Regions from separate parts of the Mus musculus genome. Here regions 1, 2, 4, 5, 6 and 7 are each linked to region 3. A link is a contact called in public HiChIP or PLAC-seq and promoter capture Hi-C data. All regions are on one chromosome and are shown on one strand. Each heading gives the region's core, a stretch centred on a gene start, on an enhancer-like site or on the middle of the called end of the contact. The rest is flanking DNA. Distances are from core to core; before and after follow the strand shown.

The links. Promoter capture Hi-C pulls out the DNA fragments that hold promoters and counts their contacts. HiChIP or PLAC-seq counts read pairs in DNA pulled down with a chosen protein or histone mark.
Region 1: an H3K4me3 HiChIP or PLAC-seq map of embryonic limb bud shows a contact between it and region 3, with 8 times the contacts expected there. The contact joins the enhancer-like site here to the promoter of Mad2l1 in region 3. A contact is called at or near these places in 6 of 39 promoter capture datasets (the C10 cell line, cranial neural crest, hematopoietic stem and progenitor cells and 3 more), 1 of 484 Hi-C or Micro-C datasets (bone marrow-derived macrophages), 14 of 115 datasets of contacts at active chromatin or transcription factors (acute myeloid leukemia, bone marrow-derived macrophages, embryonic forebrain and 8 more) and 3 of 9 other capture datasets (adipose tissue, liver and pancreatic islet).
Region 2: a contact with region 3 is called in an H3K27ac HiChIP or PLAC-seq map of embryonic stem cells, with 8 read pairs. The contact joins the enhancer-like site here to the promoter of Mad2l1 in region 3. A contact is called at or near these places in 4 of 39 promoter capture datasets (the 3T3-L1 cell line, embryonic stem cells, maxillary cranial neural crest and 1 more), 7 of 115 datasets of contacts at active chromatin or transcription factors (embryonic stem cells, large pre-B cells and stem cell-derived neural progenitor cells) and 1 of 9 other capture datasets (embryonic stem cells).
Region 4: a contact with region 3 is called in an H3K27ac HiChIP or PLAC-seq map of DN3 thymocytes, with 22 times the contacts expected there. The contact joins the enhancer-like site here to the promoter of Mad2l1 in region 3. A contact is called at or near these places in 5 of 39 promoter capture datasets (the C10 cell line, the HPC-7 cell line, cranial neural crest and 2 more), 3 of 484 Hi-C or Micro-C datasets (B cells, LSK cells and bone marrow-derived macrophages), 17 of 115 datasets of contacts at active chromatin or transcription factors (DN3 thymocytes, astrocytes, bone marrow-derived macrophages and 12 more) and 3 of 9 other capture datasets (adipose tissue, liver and macrophages).
Region 5: a promoter capture Hi-C map of stem cell-derived epiblast-like cells shows a contact between it and region 3, with 4 times the contacts expected there. The contact joins the enhancer-like site here to the promoter of Mad2l1 in region 3. A contact is called at or near these places in 9 of 39 promoter capture datasets (the 3T3-L1 cell line, the SN4741 cell line, cranial neural crest and 6 more), 2 of 484 Hi-C or Micro-C datasets (bone marrow-derived macrophages and uterus), 10 of 115 datasets of contacts at active chromatin or transcription factors (astrocytes, embryonic stem cells, large pre-B cells and 3 more) and 2 of 9 other capture datasets (embryonic stem cells and macrophages).
Region 6: an H3K4me3 HiChIP or PLAC-seq map of bone marrow-derived macrophages shows a contact between it and region 3, with 6 times the contacts expected there. The contact joins the enhancer-like site here to the promoter of Mad2l1 in region 3. A contact is called at or near these places in 5 of 39 promoter capture datasets (cranial neural crest, frontonasal cranial neural crest, liver and 2 more), 2 of 15 datasets of contacts at CTCF or cohesin (CD8 T cells and the NIH/3T3 cell line), 2 of 484 Hi-C or Micro-C datasets (Th1 cells and bone marrow-derived macrophages), 18 of 115 datasets of contacts at active chromatin or transcription factors (T-cell acute lymphoblastic leukemia, bone marrow-derived macrophages, cardiomyocytes and 11 more) and 4 of 9 other capture datasets (adipose tissue, embryonic stem cells, liver and 1 more).
Region 7: an H3K27ac HiChIP or PLAC-seq map of embryonic stem cells shows a contact between it and region 3, with 19 times the contacts expected there. The contact joins the promoter of Prdm5 here to the promoter of Mad2l1 in region 3. A contact is called at or near these places in 16 of 39 promoter capture datasets (the 3T3-L1 cell line, 3T3-L1-derived adipocytes, cranial neural crest and 10 more), 6 of 484 Hi-C or Micro-C datasets (the HL-1 cell line, embryonic stem cells, myocytes and 1 more), 12 of 115 datasets of contacts at active chromatin or transcription factors (the NIH/3T3 cell line, astrocytes, cardiomyocytes and 4 more) and 3 of 9 other capture datasets (adipose tissue, embryonic stem cells and liver).

The regions. Positions count from the first base shown.
Region 1 is chr6:65,541,791-65,545,968 of GRCm38.p6, reverse strand. The region is part of intron 2 of LOC108169147 (a long non-coding RNA gene); the gene reads right to left. Among named protein-coding and RNA genes, the nearest start is that of Tnip3, 47 kb to the left of the region's middle. Within about 2 kb of position 1,883, at least 8 of the 459 cell types and tissues checked have an H3K27ac peak or open chromatin away from gene starts, as enhancers often do. A contact at or near this core is called in embryonic limb bud and second pharyngeal arch cranial neural crest, where this site is marked.
Region 2 is chr6:65,794,100-65,798,208 of GRCm38.p6, reverse strand. It overlaps Prdm5 (PR domain containing 5), which reads right to left. Exons shown (of 15, transcript NM_027547.2): 2 at 3,826-3,909. Among named protein-coding and RNA genes, the nearest start is that of Prdm5, 17 kb to the right of the region's middle. Within about 2 kb of position 1,373, at least 15 of the 459 cell types and tissues checked have an H3K27ac peak or open chromatin away from gene starts, as enhancers often do. A contact at or near this core is called in embryonic stem cells and stem cell-derived epiblast-like cells, where this site is marked.
Region 3 is chr6:66,533,963-66,537,669 of GRCm38.p6, reverse strand. It overlaps Mad2l1 (MAD2 mitotic arrest deficient-like 1), which reads right to left and starts at 2,449. Exons shown (of 6, transcript NM_001355624.1): 1 at 2,071-2,449; 2 at 1,566-1,712; 3 at 1-101. The coding sequence starts at 2,143.
Region 4 is chr6:65,567,998-65,571,931 of GRCm38.p6, reverse strand. All of the region lies in intron 2 of LOC108169147 (a long non-coding RNA gene), which reads right to left. Among named protein-coding and RNA genes, the nearest start is that of Tnip3, 20 kb to the left of the region's middle. Within about 2 kb of position 1,926, at least 5 of the 459 cell types and tissues checked have an H3K27ac peak or open chromatin away from gene starts, as enhancers often do. A contact at or near this core is called in DN3 thymocytes, where this site is marked.
Region 5 is chr6:65,756,035-65,760,197 of GRCm38.p6, reverse strand. No RefSeq gene overlaps it. Among named protein-coding and RNA genes, the nearest start is that of Prdm5, 21 kb to the left of the region's middle. Within about 2 kb of position 1,792, at least 7 of the 459 cell types and tissues checked have an H3K27ac peak or open chromatin away from gene starts, as enhancers often do.
Region 6 is chr6:65,610,233-65,614,498 of GRCm38.p6, reverse strand. The region is part of intron 6 of Tnip3 (TNFAIP3 interacting protein 3); the gene reads right to left. Among named protein-coding and RNA genes, the nearest start is that of Tnip3, 22 kb to the right of the region's middle. Within about 2 kb of position 2,473, at least 46 of the 459 cell types and tissues checked have an H3K27ac peak or open chromatin away from gene starts, as enhancers often do. A contact at or near this core is called in CD8 T cells, Th1 cells, bone marrow-derived macrophages and 2 more, where this site is marked.
Region 7 is chr6:65,776,262-65,780,276 of GRCm38.p6, reverse strand. It overlaps Prdm5 (PR domain containing 5), which reads right to left and starts at 1,315. Exons shown (of 15, transcript NM_027547.2): 1 at 1,084-1,315. The coding sequence starts at 1,176.

The DNA.
Region 1 (4,178 bases), core at 634-3,133, 990 kb after region 3:
AATTATACTGACTTGTAATTCTCTTTCTCACTGGATGCAGATTTGAATGCTGAAAGTTTGGAATAATGGAGAAGGAGGTAGCACATGGCTTGCTTTCAAGAACAAATATGGCTGAGTAGAAAATTAGTGTGGCATCATGGGGAGAGTGTGGCATCAGTGACATCCCAGGGCTCGGGTCCAGCAGGAGTATAACCTTAGGTGAGCAGCCTCAGAAGCACTGCCAGAAACAAGATAGGCAGAGCAATGCCAGCTCTGATGATCTCACTGTAAACAAACAAACAAACAAACAAACAAGATGCCCAAAATATTCAGTTGCTAGTTATTATCTCAGATGAGGGATTAAACACAAGGTGTGTGTTTGTTTTTCTTCTTGTTTCTATTTCACAATAATTTCATCCTCTATATAGCACCTCTTAGAATTGGCACACAGAGAAATAACTGACATAAACTGTTCTAATTTTATTATTAGAACAACAAAAAATACTTTAAAAAGTAGAAGATGAGAATAAGAAGGTGGCAATGTCAGGTTTATTTGTAGATTCAGAGACATGAGCTGCTTAGAGAAGTCACACATGCAGGGCACTTGCCAGTCGTCATTAGGTAGTTTTCTGTTAGCAGCTAACCAAGCAACAGGTACAACATGGATGCGATTGGAAATGATGAAGAGCTGTATACCAACGAGCCCTTTCTGTGTAGCTACTTTAAATTTCTGGGCAACATAAATCTCCACACCATGCAGACCATTAAACAAGCCTAACATCTGATTATGATTAATAGCACTCAATGCCACCCAGCTAATTAATAATCATGATACTATTCAGTGTGGGACATCTTTGTGTTTCGTTGGTGATGCTTATAGTTTGGGTTCCTGGTTTATGTATGAGGGTTCAGCCTATTGCTGCGTTTTAAAATGGCAATTGCAGTGCAGAAAAAATGAAGCAAAAAGACAAATCAAAAAATGATTTGCATCTCAAAATAAATTCTGTTTTTAAAATGCTAATATTTTCTGTGATGATTAGAATCATTTAAGATCTGTAAATATAAAGAGATTAAAGAAATCTTAGAAATAAGAACTATGAGAATAACTGAGTTTGACAGTAAAAATATCCTTGATTTAGAAATATTTTCTGGATAGAAATGAGAAAAATGTTTCCAGTTCTGTTAGCTTAGAAGTGCATTGATGTAGGATTTAAGTTGTTACATGAATGTCTAATGGGAGAGGACACGGGGCTATACAGTGTCACAGAATCTATGGCAGTGGAAATCAAGTAAGTTACAAATGTCAATTTCTCAGTCTAATTACCAGGTCTCCACGTAGGCTCATAGTGAGTTGACTTTAAGAAGCCCCCAGAGAAGAGAACTTGATTCCCTCCAGGCACTACATTTTCAATAAGGAAGCTGTCCAAACCAAAAGCAAACTCAAATTCCCAAAATCTGTTCCTTCACTCTCCCTAATATTTCTTCAGTGTAGTCGCTTGACTTCCTGTCAGAAAATTGGAAAGAGCTCTAAATTTCCTGTTTCCACTTGCCCTGAAAATTGGAATTTTTCTAATACAATGTCTTTCATCATGTTGATCTGCTCTGAACAGTCTCAAATTCAAGCCGCAGAGAGGGAGTGTTATTGCTGTAGACTCCAGGCCCAAGAGGGTCTGTGTGTTTATCAGGTTGGAGGAAACAATTCAACATCAATTCTGAAACCTTACATTAAAAGAGAATGACTCAGCACAAAGAGAGAGAGACAGAGGGAGGGAGGGAAAGAGAAAAGGAGAGAGAGAGATTGAGAGAGAGAGATTGAGAGAGAGAGATTGAGAGAGAGAGAGAGAGATTGAGAGAGAGAGAGATTGAGAGAAATATTGAGAGAGTTTATAACTCTTTCCCAGGCTGTGTGTTGTATGTGGCTGCCAGGACCCAGCGCAGAGCTCCACACCAGCACCAAGCGTTCACAGTTTCATGAAAATTATTTCGCTGAGAAACTATGCAGTCTCCAGTCTCCAGACACAAAATTCCATACATAGAAGAGGCAGTGGGACTCTTTTCTAGGTAAATAGTGAGTTAATTATTAGGAAAGGTCTAACCTACTATATTTTCCAATATACTTCCTGGATAATGGCAATAGCTTTACAAGTGATTGCCACATGGTATTCAAAAATTTAAGCAAGCTCAATTTATTAAAATCTGCACAAAGTTAAATCCCTCATAGCTGCTTGGACTTCCCATAGAAGTGGAACGTCAGAAGTGATGACGTGCACAGAAAGTGTTTCTACAATGAGGTTTATCAAGTCCTACTAAAAACACATGGCATGCCCTCCTCCAGTGGCATGGCTCCATTCTCTGTGAATGCCCTCCCCCCACCCCCCAACTAAAGGTTAATTTCATTTGCTACATTACACAGAAGCCCAGGGTTGACAATTGAACTGATGTCCAGAAAGCCATTGGGATTGGTGATTATTGGCTTGGAGAAATGTAATTTCTGGAAAAACTGACAAATTTCTATTACGAATAAATGAGAACAATTTGTAAAACAATTATGATCTGTTATGCTGGGTGTATCATGAAAGTATTTATTCAGCTCTTCAAAAAGAGGTTTCTCCTTTACTTAAAACAATAGATTCTCTTCTCTGCAGTAGAGGGAGTGTCTATGTGGAAGCCCCTTTACTCCTCTGCCTGTCTGTGAGAGTTAAAATTTTAACAGTGAAAGGAGAGGGTTAAAAACAAAGAGGCCAAAATCCTTGCTTACAATGCCATAAAAGAGATCATTTTAGTTTTTGATTACCACCACCATTGTCCTGTTCCAACCCAAACATCTGCCTGTCACCCCATAAACGTACTTACACTTCTCTTCCCTTTATGAGCAAATAAGGGGGCTTTGAGAGACATTTTAATAGAGAGCAGCTGTTTGGCTGCTAAACACTGCATCTGGAGGGGAGTAGGCTATTCACATGGAGGAAAAACACCCTATTGTTTAATTTTCTTAAAGTACACCAATGTTTTACAAAAAGATACTTTAATACATTGGAGGTGCAGAAAAAAAAAGAGCCTCTAAAGTGTTTCTAGAAACCAGTGTATTGCTACCAGAAGGCAGGGGATTGCTGTAATAATAATAATAATAATAATAATAATAATAATAATAATAATAGTGTATAATACAGGGTCAATGACTGCTGTACTGCATGAGCTCAATGCCAGGCAATCCACAAAGATTGACACTTATTTCCTTTTGAAACGATCTCTGCTTCAGACTAAGATGAATCATTATGGTTTCCTTGCTAGGCTCTGACTAAATTTCTGAATGCATGATCCATTTAAAATACTAAAAATAAACGTTAGAACAAAAATCATGGGAACATCTGCTTTACAAAAATTTAAATGAAGCCCTGGCTCCAGGATCCCAGTGTGCTGAGTGAGGCTCCTTATAAACCACTGTGGACCATGCAAACCAATGCCTCTCACTGAGAATCAAGGATGCCTCCACGTCTTCTTTGCTTTTCCTTTGAAAGGTCACTGGATATAGAAGCCCTAAAACCTCAAGGGCATTGAGTTCTGCCCTTGCAGTTGCTTCCATTAAAAGGGACTTAGTTTAGAAGTGGTGATGGATGGCTAACCCAGGCTTTCTCTGGCCTTCTTCCTTCCTTTTTTGTTTTTTGTTTTTCTTTTTTCTCTCATCCCATGTCTGTCTTTCAGCTTCCTGATCCCCGAGGATAAAGAGATTTCAGCATTTGCCTCATCCCTCTCCCCCTCCTTCAGCACCCTGGTCACATATACGACACGGGTTAACCTGCCAGGTATCTGCATTTTTCTATAAGTAATCTAAAACAGGCTCAGAAGGGCAAATATTTCAACACTGTATGAAAACAATACGAACTCTTGGGGGCTCTGTGGTTCTCATCCAGTATAAACACAGAAAGGCTGAATATTAATATGCCGAATAGCCTGTTAACAGTAGGGTGGGGGATGGCTATAGCAAGTCAATTTAACACCACATGAAAACGGACATAGTATGAGAACTTGGATCCATCCTATTCTTTTTTATTAGATATTTTCTTTATTTACATTTCAAATGCTATCCTGAAAGTTCCGTATACCCTCCCCCTGCCCTGCTCCCCTCCACCCACTTCCACTTCTTGGCCCTGGCATTCCCCTGTACTGGGGCATATAAGTTTGCAATACCAAGGGGCCTC
Region 2 (4,109 bases), core at 124-2,623, 740 kb after region 3:
TGAACAGCAGTTAATGCAGAGTTGTAGCTGTTCAAGACAGCTAAAAAGAAATGACTGCAGAATGTTCAGCCTTATATGGGATATGTAAATCAGTTCCCAAGGCACATCAGTAAAAGGGAGCAGAAGGAATATAGCCGATGGGAAATGGGCAATGAAATTCTGCCCTAGGGGTATGTAAAGACTGTGGAAGTCATGAATTCACAGCAGCTACAGTGCATAGAGTTTGCACAAGACAGCCCATCAAAATTCAGTGATATATAGAAGAGAGGCGCATGGGCTGATGCCTATCTGGGAGAGTTAATAGTTGGTAAGATCTGTCAGGTGAGAGAAGTCATTGTGTAGGTTATATAGCCACTGGCTAGCTATTTAGTGCATAGTTCCAAGACCCATTCCCACACAGGCAGCCCTGGGTAAACATATGAAGGTATGTATTACAATCTATTCAAGTTTGTCCCTGACTAGATCACAAATAAATGAGACTCAGACTATGGTTATTTTATTTGGCTTTGACAATTACTAAAGGGTCACAATTACTAATCTACTCCTGGAACTGCAGGCCTGGCTACCACCCCAGAGGTGTACCCCAGATACTTGCTGTTTCTCTTGGACATGACCTCATGGTTCCGCTCCCCTGATTGCAGCTTTCTCCCTCTCTAGTTCTTCCTTCTCCCTTCAGGTTCACTACTGCTAATCCCTCCAACAATTGGCTGTAGTCAATGTTATTTAACAATAGTTTTAAATCAGGGAACAACGTTTGCACAACAAAAGCTTGTAAACAATAGAAGATACTCCTAGGCCAATACCTTGAAGTATAGAATTTAGCATTACAATATATAGCAACAGACCAAACTTTAAAAAAGGTGGAATGGGAACTTGGAGGGAGAAGGGAGAACAGGTTTAGAAGGGGGATAAATGAGAGTAGAGGACCAAAAACTGTCAACAAATAAATTAATAATAATAAAGAGAGAAGGAAAGGAAAAGAAGGGAAAGAAAGGACTAAATACAGCAAATATTCTGGAAGAAGGGCTAAGCTTGAAACAGGTAGCTGTATCCTTTAGACCTTACAAACTGTAACTCATTCAAAGCATTAATATTAGGTACAAAGTAAAATAAAGATAATACACCAGTCATCATGGGACTCTAACATCACCAAGAATAAAAGTACATAAAGTTCTGTAAGCAGCAGAGTAAGAACAGTGGAGATGCTACTGTGTGAAACTAAAATAGTGAAGACATCAAAGGGCCATAGGAGCCAACAAACTGCTGCCAAAATACCATATATAAAGCAGAAGCATGGCATGCACTTAGTGAGAAGGCGAGGCTGACTCCATGACAGGCTTCAAATGGGCAATTCAGGACTGGGCAAGCCCAGGCAAGCCCAGGCCTCAGAAGCTGCCCCACACCTGGCCCGAGGCAAGAACAATGGGTCAGCAGCACTTTCCAGACTTCCTCAGCAACAGTTTCCAGACCTCAGTTTCCAACCTTCATGCCCCAATAAAGAGATGGAGTAAGATGAAGGTCACCTACCACAGATTCTCCTAGTACGTTTTAAACCAGGCCTTTAAGCTGACTTGCTTGTCTATCATGGTAATGGGAAACCCCAGGATGCTGGGCTTCTGCAGAATAGAACACTACTTGAGTCCAGGGTGTCATTCTTCAGCAATCATAGACCCTTACAATAGCTTCTCAAAAATTTTCTTTTCTGAGTAAAATTAGTCCCTATCTGCTTTAAAATGCCCTACCTGTATAAAACATTGTTTTATAACAAAAGTTTCCAAACAAAAAATATCAAAAGCCATTAGCAACTTGTTAAATATTGTATGGGTTTTTTTTTGGGGGGCGGGGGGGGGGGAAGGAGTTCATTTGTCACATTTAATTTCTGAAAACGTTATGGCAAAAGAATGAACTGCTTAGAAAATTAAGACCCTACAGAAACATGTTATAAGCCATAAAAACATTTTAGGTTCATAAAAATAAGCAATTAAAACAGCATGCTAAAATAAGACAGTATTAATAACATTTTCCACTTGAATTACAGTGTAGGCTGTTGCTAGGTTTTGCTCCCCACTCCTGTGTTGCAAAAACCTTTTGGAATCCTTCTTTCATTTAACTGCATTCCTCACCAACAGTGTCAGTAACAGTGGGATGCATATATGTATATTTTGCTTGCAGACAACATGCTGTGATAAATTTATATGTCAGCCAGCTAAGTTGCCATATTAAGTGAATGAACCAAACCCTAACATGACATTCTGTACAATAAGTTCACTTTAAATCAAAGAGATTACTTAAAGAGTGGAACTCTTACTTAACTGGTCTATTTGTTTAAGAGTAGAATCTCAGGTTTCCAAAAGCAGATCTGCCTCAAGACTACAGCATTAGCCTTCATCTGAACTTCGAGCCCATGGACCTCACCTCTATGTTAGTCACTATTCTATTGCTGTGCTATCACACCGTGACCAAAGCAATTTGCAGAAGGAAGTGTTTAGGGGGGCTTGCAGTTCCAGAGGGAAAAGGGTTCACCATGGCAGGAAATGCTGGCAGCAGATGGCAGACACAGACACTGGAACAGCAAACAGGGTGCAAAGAGAGTGAACTGGAAATGGCTATAGCTTTTAAAACTTCAAAGCCCACACCAAATGACACACTTCCTCCAGCAAGGAACCCACCCAAACAGTAGCACCAACTGGGGACCAAATATTCAAACATCTGGTACCATGGGTGACATTCTCATCAAACCACCTCTACACATTTAGGTCCCGTGAGTGCATGATGTAAACTTTGAAATAAGTCTCTTTTAATATGTTCTAAGCCAGCCTGAGATGCACGAGATTCTGTCGCAAAAGGAAACCTACAAAACAAAAATACATTTTCTGACTTATAACTTTCAAGCCATCTACACATGCCTCATCGCCTGCCCAACTAATGGATTTCTTGCTGCTGGCATCTTCAAATACCCCTTTCAACTGTCTCCAAGACTCTGATTCCCTTGTCCTGATATTCAGGCCCCTGTTCTAACAACTAGAGGCCACAAAAGTAATTAAAACTAGGATGTGAAATCTGTATAATAACACACACTCACATATGCAAATCCCACAGAAGAGAAACTTCATATGGTAAAGACAGTTTACCACATCTTAATTACTAACATGTACATCCTAAAGATAAGTACAGTTTAACTTTGAAGTTTGGGTTGAACAAGTAATGCAAAGTTACTTATATGATTAGAACCTTAGTGGAGAATAAAGGCTAAAAGTTAAGCGCAATTTCATTTACAAGAATGCAATTTTAAATTCAATTGCAAGTTTACTTTGAAATCTAAACCTTAAACACAGAAAATATCATTTCAGATGATAATATTTAAATTTCAGAGTTTTCAAAGAATTTTATAGCAGACTATTTCATCAGTCTAATATTTTTAATGCTGTACTACAAAATGAAGACATTCCTGGTCAGGAAAGATGGCTCCACAGCAAAATGCCAAGGCTGCTCTACCACAGGTCAGGCAGGAGGATTTCATACTCTCTTCTGGACTCAACATCCACCCTCAATTACATGCACACACACACCGAAACACACCCACACCCACACACTCACACACACACACACACACACCGAAACACACCCACACCCACACACTCACACACACACACACACACACACACACACACACACACACACAAAATTTAAAAAATAAAATCTTTAAAAACAATAAGAATTTTCAGTACCTAAGATGGGACTGGAGCTAGTACTGATTCAATGGCCTTACACCCTCAGTATCATAAAAAAGGAGCGCACTCCTCATGTGTAATTGGGCACCCTTACCTCCCACATCAGTCTGTAGTCCATATTTTCATCCAAGTCTTCAGGCATTCGCTTCTCCCCAGCGAAGGGTCCAAATTTTTCACCCTGTATAGCAATGATTACATTGAAAAAGAATCAATGTAATAATCAGCTATGAAATTAAACCAGTTCATCTTTTTGGAATTTATTTCATCCACATCTTCATTTTAAATATTATTTATTTAATATGAACTACAGTAGTAACACAAGATGTTTCCCTATTTTTTTAAAGTACAGCTTAATCTGTTTCAGTCTAAAAGCTTCAA
Region 3 (3,707 bases), core at 1,200-3,699:
GTCACACTCAATATCAAACTGCCATCTTTCAAGGACTTCACCACTTTCAATATTTGAGATGACCACCACCAGTTTCTGAACTGAGCACTTGTACAGCCACTCTGCAACACACAAGGCAGCGCTCAGACTCTAGCCTATGACAGAGACTCTCTTCCAAAGACCCACTCTCGGCCTTACAGAACTCTCACAATTGAACTTCCTTTCTTGCATAAGGAAGACAATTCTCCACTAATAATTTAGCTGAGTTTTAAATTCTCCATATTACTAATAGGCAGAAGGCAGAGCATCAGAACCGTGAACCTGTACTTTCTCTGCAATTCCCAGTGAGAGCATATGACATATACTCATCTAACCACCGCCAGTCACATCTGTGGTGGCTGGTCACAACAGAGACACTATAAGAGCATAAAAAATCGGACTACTCTGGTAGGTGAGGGAAAGATTAGTTTTTACACTAACTGTACAAAGGAGAGGCAAATACAGGTTTTAAATGGGAAGGGCATGCATGCACGCCTGCACACACACACACACACACACACACACACACATGTATATACATGCATACATGGGCAGACTAATTGAAAAGTAAATTCTTTTCAATAAAGTAAATAAATTACATAATTATGAAAAGTCAAGATGCTATGTCATATAAAATCTTACAAGTTAAATTAATGAAACTGTACTTTTAAGAATCAGGAAAGCCACAACTGTGTTTTGGACAGAGTGACCAATTAGCCTTGTGTTTCTAAACTATCATCCTTGCAAGTAAGTGAGCTGCAGGGGGTAAAAGGATCCACAGATACCAGAATTCAAAGCAGATCTTATGCTTAAAAGCCCTGCCGTTTTTGCCTGTGAATTCATATCCAACCTGCACAAGTGTTGATGAATACTCTACTATGGATACAAATAGCAAGGCATGTTTAGAAGTCTGGCCTTAAACTGGACACAGTGGCAAATGCCTTTAGTCCCAGAACTTGGGAGTAGAGCCAGGCTGATCTTTGTGAGTTCAACGATAGCCGGGTCTACATAGCATGTTCAAGGACAGCCAGAGCTACATAAAGAGACCTGTCTCAAAAGCAAAGCAAAACAAAACGGCCTTAAAGACAGATGCCAAGCTAACCATGTTCAGGTGGCCACCAAAAGGCCATTTTAATACTGAAGTTAACAAAAAAAGCAATAAACACTGTTAATGAATTTACAATTAAAACAAACTACAACACCCTTTCACGTACAATAAAACTCAAAGAGAAAAAAAGGCAGTTGCAATGCTTTTAGAATTGGTATTTTGTATGATTTCATTGGGAGCTACAAAGCAAAACACAGAATGGCGAAATCCTTTTAATCGGGTAAAATTTCCAATTTGCTGCAACTGGTTAACCTACAAAACCCACTCTTAAAGCAGCTTAAAGATTCCTAACATCAAGACATTCAGCCTACTTAAAAAGAGGTGGGGATTCCCTCCATTGCTTGCTTCCTCCCAGTTGAGAATGACATTTGAGAAGGCATGTTGCTTTAAGTTACTTGGGACACAAACCTGTAAGATCACACACTGAAAACGTGATTACCTTTTAGCTGTTCCACCACATTATTGAGATACTTTATGAGCTCGGGGTCAGTAGTTGTAAGCAAGGTGAGTCCATATTTCTGCACTCTAGTAAAGGTTTCCGACGGATAAATGCCACGCTGATACAAAATGCTGTTGATGCCAAATGCTGAAAACGAAAGAAATAAAGCCGTAACCGTGTAATAACGTTTAAGTCTCCCAGAAAGCAGAGTAGGCACAAAAAGACACGGAAAACCTTTAACCCAGCAATGTCCAACTTCGCAGGTTTGCTAAGTGTAAATACAGAGCATGTGGTCAGAGGATGTCAACACAGACCCCAGCTTTCAGAGAGCGAGTAAGATGATGACCCAGGTCAGCCCCGTTAGGTTCCAGGAGGCCCAGGCCTGCGCTGGGTGGTGCAGCGTTCCCCGCCCCCGGGAGGATCCGTGGTTCCGTCCTAGCGCGCGTCCTAAGGCCCGGCTCAGCCTCAGCTCTCTCTGGCGGCGGGGGCTGCGCTCAGCACTCACAGAAAAACTCGGCCACGATTTCTGCGCTCCCACGCAGGGTGATGCCTTGCTCTCGGGCGAGCTGCTGTGCCATCACTAGATCGAACGGAGAACACTACCAACCTCACCGCAGACGGCGCCCTAATGGCTTCTAAGCTATTCCCCGCCACCCGGTTCAAAAATAACTACGCAGCCCGCCGGTTGCTCGGTGCGCAGGCGTAATGAGCCCTAAGCCCCACCTACGTCGCCAGTTTCCGGCTGGCTTTGTAACTCCGAATCCCTCCCTAAGGCCGCCTCAGGCTTCCGTTTTGTTCCCTAAGCCCCTCCCACATTAGAGAGCCGGGTCTCTTCAACATTCCGCTCCACATCGGCTCTTCCGCCCTATGCCCAGTTGCACCACGGGTTAAAGCCCCGCCCAAAGCGACTTGTATCCGGCCCTGGCTCCGCCCTCGCTGGCTGACCGAATGAGCAAGCGCAGAGTGGTTGGGGCGTCTTGTTCCAGGTCCTGGTGACCTACAAGGTCCGTACTGTGCAGGACCTCGGATGAGGTGACCTAGAAGCGGCCCAGAGATGGTCCTGAGATTACCTGCCTGTCAAACCCGTGGTCTGAGCATCCCTGAAGCATGGTCTCAGCTTCGAGGATAGTTTCAAGTCTGGGAGAACCTGGTTTTTGGTTTTGTTAAATATGATGAAGGGAACTAGGTGGGACAGAAGCTTAATGATGCTTGTCACCAAGTAGAGAAGCGAACCCCTGCAAATTGTGTACACACACACACACTAATAATCATTTAGTAATGTCTTTATTTTTCTATACTACATAGATTTTATAAGTCCACAAAGGATTTAAATGATAGAGACACTTGATTTCCTTTTTTTTTTTTTTTTTTTTTTTTTTTTTGCAATTAGCTTGCTTTTAAGTTTTTAGTCATATGTACTTTCTTTTTGATCGTTTAAGGCCTATACCAGAGCATGTACGATTACATATGGGATTCATGCTACAGTTTTAATATTGTACAGTAGTATTGTGTCCAGGAGATGGCACATCTTCCAACTATGCTAAATGGTTCTAACTCTGGTACTCAGACTGCATTTTGAAACCAGTTGACTATTAGAGATACTATCATATGCAGGTTTAAGAAGATGGCTCAGTGGGTAAGAGTGACTGCTGTTCCGAAGGTCCTGAGTTCAAATTCCAGCAATCACATGGTGGCTCACAACCATCTGTAATGAGATCTGACGCCCTCTTCTGGTGTGTCTGAAGACAGCTACAGTGTACTTATATATAATAATAATAATAATAATAATAATAATAATAATAATAAATAAATCTTTGAAGAAGAAGAAGAAAGAACAAGGAGAAGAAAGAAGAAGGTTTAGAGCCTGAACTAAACAGATGCCAGGGAAGTTGTATAAACAATACATCAGAGAAAGAAACTGTGACATATGAGGAGGAAAGAAATGGTGGTATAGATAAAAGTGAGGTACTAGCTCTTTCTTACCAAACGGTGGTTGGACTTAATCTAATTTATTTCAGAAACATTAAAAGATCTGGAATCTTTGATGGTTGATTTCTTTCCTATTTCCTTTTGACTGCGTGGTTTAACATTACCTCTCTCCCCATTTATTAAAAGCAATACTATAAAATACTTGAAAAATTC
Region 4 (3,934 bases), core at 677-3,176, 970 kb after region 3:
GAATTAGTTCAAATATTTCCAGCAGAAACATCTTTTAAAATATTCAAAACATTCATCCCCTCAAACAACTCTCTTGAATGCTATTGTTTACAAAGCTTACCCAGAGTCATTTAATTATTTACACTTTATTATCTGATCAGAGCCAAGCTACTGCTGACCTGTAGAATCATTTCTGGTAGAAAAAAAAATCCTCAAACATTATGGATTATTGCCTTAAAGGGGAGTTTTGTGTCTAATCTGCCACTTCTATTTTAGCAGGTCTCCTCAACTGCCTAGTTCTTCAAGTGCTCTGTGACTGAACTACCTTATATTTGGTATACATTGTTTATTCATGAGCTGAATAAAACCCTGAGAAAATGTTCATTTTAGCCTGTATGTGATCCGTGCTCTCAATTTCTTGCACATCATATGTTAATGTCGCTGGGCACCTGTATCTTTCTAGCTAGCACCGGTGGTGTATGGCGAGCATATAACTCAAAAGAGAAGACTTTGTTTTATGGATTCATGATATAGCTATTTAATTAGCACCAGAATGTAGGTAAATTCCTGGGAAAAATAATTACACTCAACAGACAAAACAGAAAACCATACTTCTGGGAGTAATCACATGACCTCTCACTTCATCTCCTATGTGATAGAGAAGCCACACGCAGCGGGACAGAGGACAGACAGCAAAGCTAGGACAAGGATTCAGAGCCAGAGTTTTCCCTCCTGAGAGTCCACATGTCCTGCCCACTCACTGATAGACTCACAAGTTGAGCTTTTATCTTGTGTTTCAAGCCTTGTTTTCAAGGAAGAGATTCTGGAGAACAAAGATTTAAGTACTAGACAAGGAAAACTTGGTAGTAGTTTCCTTTTTTAATGGAGGTGCTTTTTGTTGTTTAACTCTTGAGATGCTTCCAGTTGTTCAAAGAACAGCGGTTGGTACCTAGACAGAGAACTGTAGACCAAAAGATACTGATCAGGGCTCAAAGTTCTACACGTTACTTTTCACTAGTATGTGCCATGTTCCAGTTCCCTCTGAAATAAAACATTGCATTATAAGGAAGCTAATCAAAACTTAAGAAGGAAACAAAATAATGCCTTCAAGAAGTCCCTGAAGCTGAGCAGATTTACTGGGATCCGCATTCTCTGAGGTTACTTTAACAGTAAGGAATTCGAAGACTCTCTCAGACCAGTGGACTGCCAAGAAAGAGGGTCAGACCAACTAAATTACCTGGGACAGACACTCTCTCACATCCTGAATTGCTATCTGGGATGAGTAGATTTTCATTTATGCCTTCCCAAGAATAGCATCATGAAGAAGTATGGTTGATATTTTCAGATGCTTCTGGCTTTGGGGGGAGAAACTAATTAGTCAACAAAGGAATTGTGTGGGGGGTTTTAAGTTAGTAAGTTAGTAAGTCTTAGTGTTTTCGTTACCATACTACTCAAGCGCTGTGGCTTGAGAAGCAGGAGAAGAAAAAGCGTTTACCCATAGTCTTTAAAGGCTTTAAAAACTTGCATTTATTTATTTATTTATATTCATTTATGTGGGTCAGTTCTTTCTTTTCACTGTGTGGGTCACAGGATGCCCTCAGGCCTGTTGGCAGGCACCTTTACTGGCTGAGTCCTACAAGGATCCTCGGAGAACTTGTAAAGTAGTATTGTCTTTGGACAAGAAGAAACTTTTCAAGAGTTTTATATAAGGCAATGTGTCCTTAATAATGTAAATAACTCTTTAAAAGTGTATTTCATTTCTGACATGTATGTCCAGGTGACCAAGATGTAGACCCTGTTATTGTTCTCCTGCGTTCTTGGAGGGATCCTGGTTTCTTTGCTGCATTTTGAGGTTATCCAGCTTACTGTTCTGACGCCACGTGCCATGTCAAACGTCTTGTGGCTATGTCTAGAAGAAGCACAAACAGAGAAGCCAGACTGGAGCAGACACAGGCACTCCGACTGACTGAGCGGTCTGGTCTTTCATCTCCATTTGGCTCATTTGAGTAGGAAATACAGCACTAATTAATGGTATCCCTAGATGGCGCTCTGCATCTAGTTCACTAGAAAAGCATTGCTGACTTTCCGCTCTTGAGATTTTCACCTTGAATTTTAACTTCAGAGACAGAGATGTTGTAAGATGGAAGGGCAGAATGTGTGGGTTACTTGTGAATAAAAATTACAGACCATTTCTATTTAATATATTTTACTAAAAGTATTAATGAAATATATTTTGGTTTAAAATATAGAATACATCATGAATAAGCATTTCTTCTTTGTGCAGAAACCATGCTATTCTTTCAGTTACCACAATTTCAGTAGCTGGACAACCAAAGAAAGCATCCCTACTTCTTTCTTTTTGTAAATTAACTGTCTTTGTAGTTGTGATCCTTGTTGGATATTCCGTATAGCAGGATTACAGATCAGCTGTCTTCCTACTTGCACTATAGAAGACATAGACAGCTCATGATCAAGTATAGAATTACTCACATATAGTGATAGCTTGCAATGACTTGATTGAACTTTTTCTGTAATTTTTCCCACCTCTGACATGGGGCCTTGCCCTTAGTAGCTTAACAAAAGGATATAGGACATGTTTTCTGAGATTAAAGGACTGTCACCCTTGTGCACATGCAGTGTAATCTACTTTTATTCTTCTCTTTGTCACGTTCCTAAGGAAGTGAAATTTATGAACTTGGGATTTCTTTTTCTTCCAGAAAACAGGGAATCCTTCTTCAAGAACTGATTAAATGTTTTCAACATCAAAGTAAACAAAAATAAAACTATAGTTTATGACTTAAGAATTAGCTTAGTGGTGGAGTGCCATGTCAGGGTTTCATCCATAGCACAAACAAATAGCATGTAATCAACAAATAAAAATTTTCATCTCCATGCCAGTAACAATTTTTGATGGAGAATGGGATGTTTATATAATTTCACTGAATCCTGATCAAAACTTATTTGGTATTAAAGGAATGTAGGATGGAGAGAGGATAGATGAACGGGCAGAATGTGTGGGTTATTTTTGAATAAAAATTACAGCCCTTGTGTTTAATATATTTTATTAAAAGTTTTAATAAAACATTTTTTGGTTTAAAATATAGAGTTCTGTCAAAAATAGGGTAGAAAGTATCTCCAGAAGATATCACACTCACATAGGCAGGCTCTGAGGTCTCATACACTCTCAAGCTATGCTCAGTGTGGTACACAGTCCGTGACTGGCAGCTATCTTTACTAAGCTTAAAGGGAGGTATAACATGTTGACTTCTTTGGCATTTTTGTTAAGCTATATTGTGTAAAGCAATTATGGTAGCACCCATAAAACATTCCCAAGGTCTCTGCTTATCACTATATCTCCTTTTTGAGAGTATGGAACCAACAGTAAGCCTTCAAGATGGGTTGCTTTATTTGGTTTTGTCTACAAAAAGAGAGGCAATAAAAGGTCTCCAGGAAAAAAAAGTGCCCCATACCTTACGCGCTGCCAGGACCTGGCCTAAACTGTAAACACTGCCTTGCCAAAGTAGAGCAGTTCCCCAAGTTCTTCCACAAGAAAATCTCTTAGATCTTCTGGGTCTTATGATTGAAGACCTAATGATGCCCTTTGTGGTAGGCAAAGACTAATAACATGTACCCCAATCAAAGCCATCAATATCAACAGAGAGGAGCCCAGGCTGCCTGTCCATGTAACAAGTAAGCCTCTGTCATTCTTAATTGGTTTGGAGGCTGTTTGCTCTATACTTCCTACTCAAATATATCCTTCTCAGATCTCTGAGATGGCATTGGTGGAGGGCCCCAGCCTTATCAGACAGTAGTGTTGGGGAGCAATAGTGATATAAACTCTATGGTATTGTTACAGAGACAGACAGCTAGATCAATGGAATATAATTTAAGACCCAGAAATAAACCCACATACCTATGGTCACTTGATCTTTGACAAAGAAGCCAAAACCATACA
Region 5 (4,163 bases), core at 543-3,042, 780 kb after region 3:
AGGTAACTCAGCAGATAAATGTGCTTGATGAGCAATCTGGCAATTGAGTTCAATCTCTGGATCCCAAAGAGGAAAGGTAGACCCGATACTAGTCGGTCACATGTGTACCAGTGCTTGCACATGTACAGAGAGAAAGGAAGAGAGGAGAAGAGAGGAAAAAGAAGAAGGGAGGGGAGAGCAGAAGAAAATATAAATAAAAAGTAAATATATTAAAACCCAGGAAAATAACATTTTTCTGCAGGACATTTCTTTTACAACATTATAGATCCAGGTGTTATGAAAGGTGTAGGTTGCTATTTATATTTATTTGCTATAATCCACTTAGCAAATATGAAGACCTGCCATGTGTATACTCACTGTTGATTAAAACAACAAAGCAAACAAAGTGAGGTCAAGAAACTCACAAAACTCGAAGAAACGCATGAGAGATTTCAGTTCATGTCCAAAAGAATGAAACTGGGGTCAAAAGTTTACAGGACAACCCATGCTATCATAAGGGCACAGAACTTCCACCCGTGTCGGGGAGTACCTGAAGCCATTGCGCCGATTTCTGGCAGGGTCTCAGGGTCTGGGTCTGCATGTTGACAATCTAATTTAAAGAAATTGCTTTTGACAGGCCCTGTGTGTACTTCCACAGTAACTTCTCAGTGCAAAAGGAGTCCTCTTGTGACATGAGGAGGGATAAACATTAAGACATGTCCGTTGTATCACTGCAGGGCACAAGCAAGGTTACCTGGTGTCCTATTTACTGCAGTCTACTTTGGAAACTCAGACCGGCTTGACTCCCTCTTTTCTTCCCAGTCTGGTGCCAGTACCAATAGGACAGTTGGGGATATAAGGCCTGGATCGAATCACACTGACATGAACTCAACACAAAACACATGTTCACTACTGATTTCAAACTTTGTGTTCCTCAAAAGAAATTCAAGACACAACCTATTTTCTTAATCAATTAACTAGGCCTTTTGTCAATACTTGAGAGAGACTTTCTACCCTTAAAGACGATGTTGTCTGCTCGCCCAATCCATCCCCAGGTCTAGAGTGTCATTTTAAGGAAAATGACACTTTTCATAATTTAAAGAACACCATTTTTTCTCGTAATATATTTTGATTCACCATAATCAAGTGATTTATGAAAATAAAAGTTGGTAGCATTTGCATCTAGAAGTTATTTCAAAGCCATTTGGCTTTAATCACTTCTTCAATTTAGGCTATTATTCCCCAAACCTCAGAAATCATGAGCCCTACCCTTACATAAACAAAATCATGTTAAATGTAAGAAATATTTTCCTTGGTCAGCAGAGAGATGCTTAGGGAAGTGTCATTGCTACTGAGGTTAGAAAAACAAGGAGAACAAAGGGGCATGAGGAGGAAAGGGAGTCTGTCACCCTGAGACCTTGTTTGCCCTCATTACCCACTGAGAATCCAGAAATTTGAATACCACAGATAAAGCCAAAATTCTAATCAGAGATAATGTGCATTTTCCTAAAAACTTCTGAAAGAAACAAACACCAAAAAACTCCAAACATCGCATCACCAGTTAACAAACACATGAAGTTTTTTGTTTGTTTGTTTGTTTGTTTGTTTGTTTGTTTTTGGTAGGCAGGACCACAGGTTTATTGGGGGCTGCACACACACAAAGTCACAGCATCACTGGACAATGGCACACTTACTCGGGACATCAAGCTGGCCTCTGCCATCCACGTAGGGCCGAGAGGAGGTGGGTTCTGGCCTCCTCCCCTGCGGCCTAGACCCTGTGGGGTCATTCCTCTGAGCCAGCTGAGGAAGGCAGGTGCCTTTTGGGGTGGGCCTCCAGCCTGGGAGGGGAAGAGCAGGCAGGCTGATCCAGTAAGCCGAGCCGCGGAGGCCCACCTCACTCCAGGGACTGCAGCATCAGCAGCTGCTTCAGCACCTTTTTCTGGCTGATCTATGGATTTCTCCTGCCTGGAACATCTGTGGCATAAACCTTGTAGAAATTGAACACCAAGTCCAGTTCACAGACATTGTGGAAGGATTCATTTAAAACTTCTATGAAATTGTGGATGGTCTCGAGATAGGCCAGATTGTTGTCATTGACGTCCACGCAGATGCGGAAGTAGAGGCCAGCGTAGCGTCAGTAGATGTGTACTTGGCATCCCTGACAGTGACCAGGGCATGCACCTCCTCGATTAACTGCTGCTTCTCATCATCAACGAACTGCATGTACCACTTGGTCAGGCGCATCTTGCCTGCTCCGTTCTGGATGAGGATGAATCGGATCATGGCTACCCCTGTCTGGACCCCAGAGTCACAGGTCCCCCTGTAACAGGGAGGCTTCGGCTCTGCTTCCACATGAAATATTTTTATCTAGGACCAGAGTATTTATATCTTGCATATTACCATTTACATATTGCAACCTAAACAATGCGCACGCATGCGCGTGCGCGCGCGCACACACACACATGTGCATACTCTAAAGCAGCCTACATCTACTTCTTGCACATTGCCCTCTACTTACTATATGACTGGCAAAATATTCCTTATGCTCCCCAGTTTTGCATCTTCCTAAATTCTTTTCTGTTGCAGGCTGCTGGTGGCTGTGTGGTGGCCTTCTGTGCCTTCTGCTGCTGTTGACATTACCACATGTGAGAGAGGCTTTGATTCAAATAATTGCTCAATTTACTGGTGTGTTTTCTCACATCCAGTTCACATTTGAAGTCATATTTTCTGGAATATTGTATTTTCTGTCATGTTAGATTCTCTAGCCTTCAATAAACCACCCCCTAACCAAACTAATGGGATTTCTAAAGGAAACAACTGGTGACACCAAGCAAAGACCTGCATCAAGCTAGTCTTCCTCCTTCCCAAATCTTAGTTATATACATTGTTAAGTTCTTTCTGTTACTGTGTGAACAGACTTTAAGGAAAATAATTACCATTCTCATTATTGCCTTAAATAATACCCCAAATTATAAAAGTATTAATACCCAGACTCAACTGAAATGCTTAACCAACCTAAGCTACTTTACTATTGTGTGTCTCCAAGAATGGCTATTGTCCATGCTTTACAAAGGGAGCTAAGAGGTTAGGAGATGAGCTTAAGGCTGGTGAATAAGTCAACGCCACTTTTGTGGGAGATCATAGAGATGCCAGGTGCCTGCCTGGATATGCAATTAGAGGACCACAGTCTGAAGAATGGCTCACTGCAAACTCTGAAAGGCATATATTTTACTCAGGGCTTTCAGCTCTTTAAAAGCAATCACATACAACGCTTATCTGAACTAGCTAGTCCTTAAGTTTATCTTGTTGTTTTTGTGTTTTTGTTCTTTTTTCCTGAAAACATGAATACTTGAAATGTAAAGAAATACATGAAGACTATCAGAATCACCAGAGTCATGGGACATCATTTTGATAATCATTATTAAAATGCCATGGAGGAGTATACTTTTTAAATTTGCAGTATTTTACTACTCTGAGAATATTTTTGAAAATTATTGAGTATTGTAAACTAGTTTCACAAGTGTATCAGAAATAAAACATAGAACAGAAACAAAGATACAACTTGAGGACAGTAGTTACAATAGTAAATATTGGGGAAAAGGGAATTTGGAACTAAAAAAAAAGTGAAGGCATTGTACATTGAGCAAAAGTAAAAACAAAAACAAACAAACAAACAAAAAAGCTCTTTACTCTCAGATTTGAAACAAACACCTCCAACTCTGAGGGGAGCTCTCCATGTGATGGAAGATGCTGGAGAAATGCTGCCCAGAGTGGAGCTGGGTTCTGTGGGGCCTAATGCTTAGACAGTTGAACTAGCAACCTCTGGGTAGTGAACAAAAAGTACACATGAAAGTGAGACTTTATTTAGAACAAGAAAAGAATTAAAAGGAGAGAAAAAGATATATGCTAATTTTAGGATATAAATTATACTTCAAAATAAAATTTTGTAATGTCACTACAACCACCAACACTGGACACATCAGAAAAGAAATGGAATATGGTAGACATAATTTTAGGGTCATCTAGGGTTATCAGAGATAAACAAGATAGAACAGGTGGGCTCAGGAGATATTGCACATGCACTGTTTTACAGAAAACAAGCTTATTAAGAACTACAGTCTTATTTATATACTACTTGCAGGGGAGAAATAAGGTAAAGTCAGCAGAAACTTTCATCCAATAGG
Region 6 (4,266 bases), core at 1,224-3,723, 920 kb after region 3:
CTCCACTCACCATCCTGATTCCTTTTTTTTCTCTCTCCCCTCCCCACAACTTCTCTATTTTCTTAACATTTTTGTCAATCTGACATTAAGTAGAATCACAGGGAAGAGGAACCATCAATTGGGGCATTTCTTCCATCAGACTGACCTGTGCACACATGTGTGGGGCATTCTTTTGATTAACAATTGATGTGGAAAGGCCTAGATTATTGTGGATAGCCCCATCCCTGGGCACATTGCCCTGGGTTATATAAGAAAGCAGGCTGTGGAAGCCATAGGGAGCAAGTACCATCCCTGAGTGGTCTTGGCTTTAGTTCCTGCCTCTAGGCTTCTGCCTTGTGCTTCTACTGTGGCCTCCTTCAATGATGAAATGTGTGATGCAAATGTGTGAGCCACATAAACCCTCTCAGCCCCAAGTTGGTTTCAGTGAGTGTTTTATCATAGCAGCAGGCAGTAAGTAGAACATCCCATTCCCTCCCTCTCTGTCTTGTTTTTGAATCTGAAGAAGTATAAACCCCCCTGAAAACTTACTATCTCCTGCAAATCAAATAAAAGCTATTTTTTAATACCTTCACTTGTAGGTAATAAGAAAGCCAGAACAAAATACCAATTTAACAATTTCTTTTTTTTCCATTTTTTATTAGGTATTTAGCTCATTTACATTTCCAATGCTATACCAAAAGTCCCCCATACCCACCCACTCCCCCTTTTTGGCCCTGGCGTTCCCCTGTACTGGGGCATATAAAGTTTGCAAGTCCAATGGGCCTCTATCTTGGCGTGACTCTAACTAAGGAAGTGAAAGATCTGTGATAAAAACTTCAAATCTCTGAAGAAAGAAATTAAAGAAGATCTCAGAAGATGGAAAGATCTCCCATGCTCATGGATTGGCAGGATCAACATTGTAAAAATGGCTATCTTGACAAAAGCAATCTACAGATTCAATGCAATCCCCATCAAAATTCCAACTCAATTCTTCAACGAATTAGAAGGAGCAATTTGCAAATTCATCTGGAATAACAAAAAACCTAGGATAGCAAAAAGTCTTCTCAAGGATAAAAGAACCACTGGTGGAATCACCATGCCTGACCTAAAGCTTTACTACAGAGCAATTGTGATAAAAACTGCATGGTACTGGTATAGAGACAGACAAGTAGACCAATGGAATAGAATTGAAGACCCAGAAATGAACCCACACACCTATGGTCACTTGATCTTCGACAAGGGAGCTAAAACCATCCAGTGGAAGAAAGACAGCATTTTCAACAATTGGTGCTGGCACAACTGGTTGTTATCGTGTAGAAGAATGCGAATCGATCCATACTTATCTCCTTGTACTAAGGTCAAATCTAAGTGGATCAAGGAACTTCACATAAAACCAGAGACACTGAAACTTATAGAGGAGAAAGTGGGGAAAAGCCTTGAAGATATGGGCACAGGGGAAAAATTCCTGAACAGAACAGCAACGGCTTGTACTGTAAGATCAAGAATTGACAAATGGGACCTAATGAAACTCCAAAGTTTCTGCAAGGCAAAAGACACCGTCAGTAAGACAAAAAGACCACCAACAGATTGGGAAAGGATCATTACCTATCCAATTTAACAATTTCTAGTGAACTGAGGAGGAAACCACGGGCATCTTGGGAATACAGTGAAGTTCAGGAGGAAAAGCTGGACAAAGCTTCTTTCCTGCTGCAGCTCCAGAGAAGATTGGCTCCACATTGCACAATAGGTACACTAAATGGAATACACACACACACACTGTGTGTGTGTGTGTGTGTGTGTGTGTGTGTGTGTGTGCTGTGTATGTGTGTATTTTTTCTTGAAGCTTCCTCCTAAGTTTCCACCTACCTGTTGATTTTTAGGGAACAAGACAGCTGCGCTGAATAAATGATACTTTATTGTGTTGGCTAGTTTTATATCAACTTTACACAAGCTATTGTCATCTAACAGGAGGAAGCCTCAATTTGGAAAACACTTGCTTAAGATCTGGCTAATTAGCTTGTCATAGGTGGTGCCACCCCTGGGCTGGTGATCCTGGGTTCTGTAAGAAATCAAGCTGAATAAGGCATGGGAAGCAAATGAGTAACCTTCTTTGTGGCCTGCTGCCCCTGTGGTCTCTGCATTAGCTCCTGCCTCTGTGTTCCTATCAAGTTTGAGTTCCTGTCTTGGCTTCCCTCAATGAACTATGATTCACAACTTTTAAGCAAATAAACTCTTTCCTTCCCAATTTGTTTTTTATCATTTTGTGTCATCACACCAGTAGTAGCCCTAACTAAGCCCCAACACTTATCATATCCTAAACTACCAGGAAAATTTTAAGCCACTGGCTTGGTATTTAACCTCTTGGAATGAAGGTTAGTCAGCTCTTTCAGATCACAGCAGTCTGACCCAACTCACCCCTCAGACACCTAGGCTCTTGACTCTTTGGCCCATGAAAGAACTGCAAGAGGAAATGAGATCAGCTGTTTCTTTATCTTCTTGTTTATTTTTAGATGGCACAAGTAGCACATGGTGCAGCTAAGTGATGTGAGCCCCACCTTTCTATTCTAGGAGAGCTGCCAACAGGAGGTAAGAAAGTGTAATCTTACCAACATTAATGAGCTATGATTTAATTCAGGGGCAGATGTAAAGAAATATGAATTATTCCTTTAAAATTCTCCTTGAGGCTGAGTTACACTGATTTCATTCAATAGAATAAATACTGTTTTAAATGCAAGCCTTTACTTCTCCTTCATCAAACACTGGCTCTTCTGGTATTAACATTATAATCTAAAATTCTTTCCGGGGAAGTTTACTATGCCATAGGACATGAATTTTTTCCTTCTTCCTGTTAATGAAGGTTGACAGAAGCAGCTAACCATATCTATTTCAACATAAGGTTGAGTTATTCATGTACCTTGTATTTCACAAGACTATCAAGTTTCTCTTTTTCCTTATACTTCCCACAAACTTAATTTACTTCTATATCCTCGGGAGAAAATTTGTAAGGAGTGATGGCTATGGTGAAAGAGCCCGAGAAGTGTCTCTGGTGAAGACTGAAAAAGTAGGACAGCCAGTAAGAAAAGATAGAGTAGAAGTGACCAGCAACTAGCCACATCTGGGAAAGGCGCAGGTCCAAAGGGACCTCACTAAGTTCCAGTGTCCTGCTCCCCAACAGATACCGTCTGCTCCCAAAGGAGAAGGGTTTAAGTTATACTCTCACACAAAAGTACTAGGGTTCCAGACAACCTGGAGAAATGCATTTTTCTAAGTGCTTTGCTAGGAAAATCCTACTTCAAAGTCTCAGAGCTGAAGTATGATTACATTGCTAATAAAACCTAAAGGCAGAGAGAGAGTTGGTTGTTCATTCCAAGATGTAGAAAATGTATGACCGTTCCACCTGAATGAGAGTTCCACCCATACTGGCAAAGCAGAGTAGAATCAAACAGGGGGATCACAGAGGCAAGAAATATTGCTCCTCGGAAGGACAGCAAAGGTGCTCAGGTTCTGACTCAATCAGGTTCCTGGTCCAAGTCAATTCTGCTTACAAATAACTATTCAACGGTCTTGGCAAACACAGCTACAAAGAAGAATTTTAGTGAGCTACTTTTTTCTTGCATCTTCCAAGACAATTCCTTTTTAACTGGAAAATGTCAAAACTCTTTTGCATCTACCTAGTAAAACTCATGGTAATTCAATAAATAGCACTTTATAACTGAAGAACACAGTGTAGTTTTTTGGTTTGACTATACTTTGTTCACCTTATACGTAAAAATGGCCTTTGGGTGGTGTCACATGTGGTGATTGAGAATAGCCCATGTAAAATATATTTGTCCAAAAAATTAGAGCTCGATTTGGTATCTTTTACTTAATCAATTCATATCTGTATGTCCTATGGGTTCAGTGTCCCAAGGATAATTATAGTGGACAGGGACCATGAGAACATTGCAAATTGGAGGTCAGATGAAAGAGATGCTCTTATCTGGGAGCTGCATGATCATTTCTACCAACTGAGATTCCTATATCCACATATGTTGGAGGAGGAAGTCTTATTCATTGAACATTTCCATAGATGCTGTTCTGGCCCTGAGGCTTTTGGTACTCATGGATCCCATAGATAAAAACCTATGTCACAGTTACAGGTTGGAAGACACATCTGAGGAGAAGGACCAATTCATTGGAAGTGAGTGGAACAGAAGTTACACTGATCCTTGCTCTACATAACCAGCCTTTGTTTACATTTGAAGGTTCAGCCTGATCCAGCATAATACTTGCTCAAAACAATAAACG
Region 7 (4,015 bases), core at 66-2,565, 760 kb after region 3:
TGCTGATTTTGACATTTCGTCATGTGGCAATATCTATCCAACTCATCACTAAATGGAATGAAGTATTAACTCCTGTGTTTTGTTTGTCTACATTTAATATGTGAGTTGTTTTTTGTTGTTGTTTTGTTTTGTTTTGACCACTTGACCTATGGTAACTTCTTGTAGGTCATGTTGTGAGCCCAGAGCTACATTCACACACTACCCTCTGAACCTCTGCTTTTCTAAGTATCTGCTAACAGGGCAAAATCAAAACAGCGAGGAGAGGCCGGGAACGTGTCAGGGGCAAGGTTTATAAACATGTTGTTCCATAACAGAATGTTCTAGAAAGAGCATATGTTTTCCTTTCAGAAACCATGGGTTTGAAGCTTAATTCGTTAACTTGGCAGGTTAACTGCAGCATTCCTATGCTCACCTCTTAAATGATAACTAAAAGACAGTTCCCCAGAGTACTGAGGGGTAAAGTCAAATGATATATATGGACAAAGTACCAAGCATTGGCCCTGCTCTGTGAACCTTGGATCTGCTTACTCTAGATGTCTCTGCCCTGACTCCTCTATTTCAAGTCTGCTAACCCACAATAGCTCAAGCCACCATGTTCTAAAGTTATAACTTAAGATTTGGAGCGCTCTGGTTTCCTGTCTTCTACATCTCTCCAATGAACAACCAACATCTATAGTGGGTCATCTCACAGACAGGGAAACCTGCGCTTAACTTGATCCCATGCCTGTGCCGTTCTGGAAGGTGATCCAATGCCAGGATAAAATTCAAAAACTCAAAGAAAATAGGCCGAAGATCCAGATACCACCCCCAGGATGGCAATGTCGGGAAGGCCTGCTTCTGTGGCTCCCGGGCCTGCACTGGGCTGCAAGCTGCCAGGGCCCATCTGCACAAGCAGTGAGGGGTATGACCAGGCTGCCAACTGTTCAGAATTCAGGAGCCGTCCGGCGCTGGGCTGGGGGAGACTGCAGCCCATGGGAGCCTCTCGCCACAGCCGCGAAAGACAACCAGACACCCGCTCCCTACAGGCCCGTTCTCCCCGCAGGCCCTGGGACGTGGCGCGGCCTGAGCGGGCCGCTCACCCACCTTGCGCACGCGGCGGGCCGTGTAGAGCCCCATCCCGTCCTGGACCCGGGACGACTTCAGGGCGAACCTGTCTGGTACGTACATGCCCAGCATCCTCCGTGGCTCGGCCGCGCTCCGGAGGCGCCGCACGTGGAGATGGGGTGCGGGCCTGGGGCGGCCGGGAGGAGGAAATGAGCTCGGCTCCCAGAATCCCCACCTCCCTCCTCGGCTCCCCGCGGCCAGGCCCCTCCTCGGCCGGGGCAGGCGCGGCCGGAGCGGTGGGGAGCCCAGGCCACCGGGCCGCGCTGATTGGCCCAAAGTTTGTGGCGCCGGCTGGAAGCCTCAAACCCCAGGCCATGGAGCTTCCAGCTCCGAGATGAGGATGAGCCTGTAGCCACATCGACCCTCCTCACCATCTCTGCGTTCGGCAGAGGTTCCCGCATCTCCTCAGATGCAGAATGAAATAGGCCTTGGCATTTCCAAAACAGCCTTTTGCTAACCACAGCCGAGACCAACCCAGAAAGTCTGGGAAACCTTTGAGTCTTACTGGATGAGTGTTCCAGGGTTGAACTAAGGAGAGGCCAAGGAGTCTGCTCTATTTCAAGATGAGAATTGGATATAAGTATTTAAGTAATATGGTGAGGAGCCTTCTGGAAAGTGATTATTACTTTCCAAGGCTTGTGACTACCAAGTCCTCTTACCAGATTTGTTCAAGTCAGACCCCGGGCCTTGCATTCCATTCAACAAGACTGGGTTACCAGTCCTTAATAGACCAGTTATCCTGGTTAGGTTTTTTTTGTTAACTTGACACAAGCTTGAGCCCTCTGGGAAGCTGGAATTTAAATTGAGAAAATGTCCCCATCAGATTGCTCTGTAGGAAGTCTGTGGATCATTTTTCTGGATTAAAGATTGGAATGGGAGGGTCTAGCACATTGTAGATGGTGACATCCCTGGGTCACATGGTCCTAGGTTGTCTTTTAAAAAGGCAAGCTGAGCAAGCCATAGGGAGCAAGCAGTGTTTTGTTCTGGCTCCTGCTTCCAAGTTCCTGCCTTGAGCTCTTGGCCCTGACATTTTTCAATGATGGACCAAGATGGGAAACATACGCCTCTTGCCCTGTCCTCTCCCCCAAAAAGTCCTTTCCTCCCCAAGTTCCTTTTGGCCAGAATGTTTTATCACAGAAAATAGAAATCAGAGTAGAAAGCAGAGTAGCTGTTAAAAGGACTGTAATGTAGTCCTTGGTAATGTCTCGCCAAAACTCATGTGTTGAATACTTTTGGGAAGTGATTGTATAAGGAATGTTCTAGCCTAGTCAATGGATTCATCCATAGACATATTCATTATCCAGTGCTACTATTGGAAGCTGGTAGAACTTAAAAGATAGAGCCTGATAGGACAACGTAAGTCATTAAATGAGCATTCTCTTAAAGGACATTAAGGTCCCTCTTCATCTTTCTCTGATTCCTGGATGCCAAGGTGAGCAGCTTTTCTCTACCTTTACATCAACGTGCCTCTGTGTTGCCATGAGACATGAAAGTGATGGAGCCACGAAACCTCTCAGCCCATGAAACCAAATATATCTTGCCTCTCTTTGTTGCGTGTCTCCAGTGTTTCCTTTCCAAGCTAGATAACACATCAGGATAAACACTAAGATGGTTATACTGTGGTCAGTTGTCCAAGTCAATTCATTCAACTGTGTTCAACAAAAGATAAAGCACTGCTTTCTGCAGAAGGATCTATAAGATAAAACTGAGCAGATATGTGTCCTGTTTATACCTACAGTTCACTTATAAATTCAAAACCTGCAGAAGTGATGGAACGTGAAAGTATTTGTAATTAACCAACAAGGCAGGACTAATGTTCTTACACCGATTTCCCCTTTTCCACTATAAAACCAAAGAGTGACTTGAGCTCTGAGTTCTTTTAAAAGAACTTACCTTACCCAACTGTATTGACTCAAACATGACTGATACAACTGTCAGATCTGTTTTGGCTCACAGGTTCAGTTTGGTGAGTTATGGTGAGAAGGTCCTGTAGATTCAATCAGTTCACATAATGGTAGTTCTGGAAACAGCAAGACAATAGGCAACATGGACTAATACAACCAACAAGAACCTACCCCCCCCAAGGCCTACTACCCCCAGCATGTGTCCGCTTCTGAATTTACAGAGCTTCCCAAAAGAGCACCCCATTTTCAGAGAAAGTACTCCAGTTATGAAAGGATGGGGTTTATTGTATATTCAAACCACAAAACAGATAATTCTGAAGAAGTATGCAGTTTTCCAGAACCATCTCAAGCCACGTAGATATAATATAGTAATATCTCACTGGTTACGTAATGCAGAGGCAAGACCAACTTGCCAACAGAGAAAAAGTTTCAATTTTCCTACTGTCTGAAAGCTTATGGGCTGAAGCAATGGTGCTACCAACAAGATATTATCAAGATGCAAAAGTGGCACTTGTATTATAGGTACAACCAACAGCTACCTAATTAAACCTAAAATCCACTGAATTGGAGAGAAATCATGCCTGAGATATCAAGCCCTAGAGGAAAGCCTACTACTACCACATTTCTAAAGTAAGGTGGTTTCCAACTGCAGTCTGCGAAATACTCAACCTTATACCCATGGGTATGTTCAGCTACCACATCTTATAAAAGAAGCTTCTTTTTGCAGCAGATAGAGAGTATCAGAGAGATCCATAGCTTGTCAAAATGCAGAGAATAAATGACCATTGGATGCAAAATTCCAAGTGAGATATTTATAACTCCTATACCTAACACTCAGACAGAAGAGGGACTAAATAGATTGAAGAGTCCTAAGGTACAGAACAACTACTTTGTCGTAGTTTCTTCAGGACAGGACAAGGATTTTTCTCCCATGACCTCTCAATAATATGGATGTCTGCACAAGACAAACAAAAACTACACCAAGTAACTCACCACAAGTTCCACAG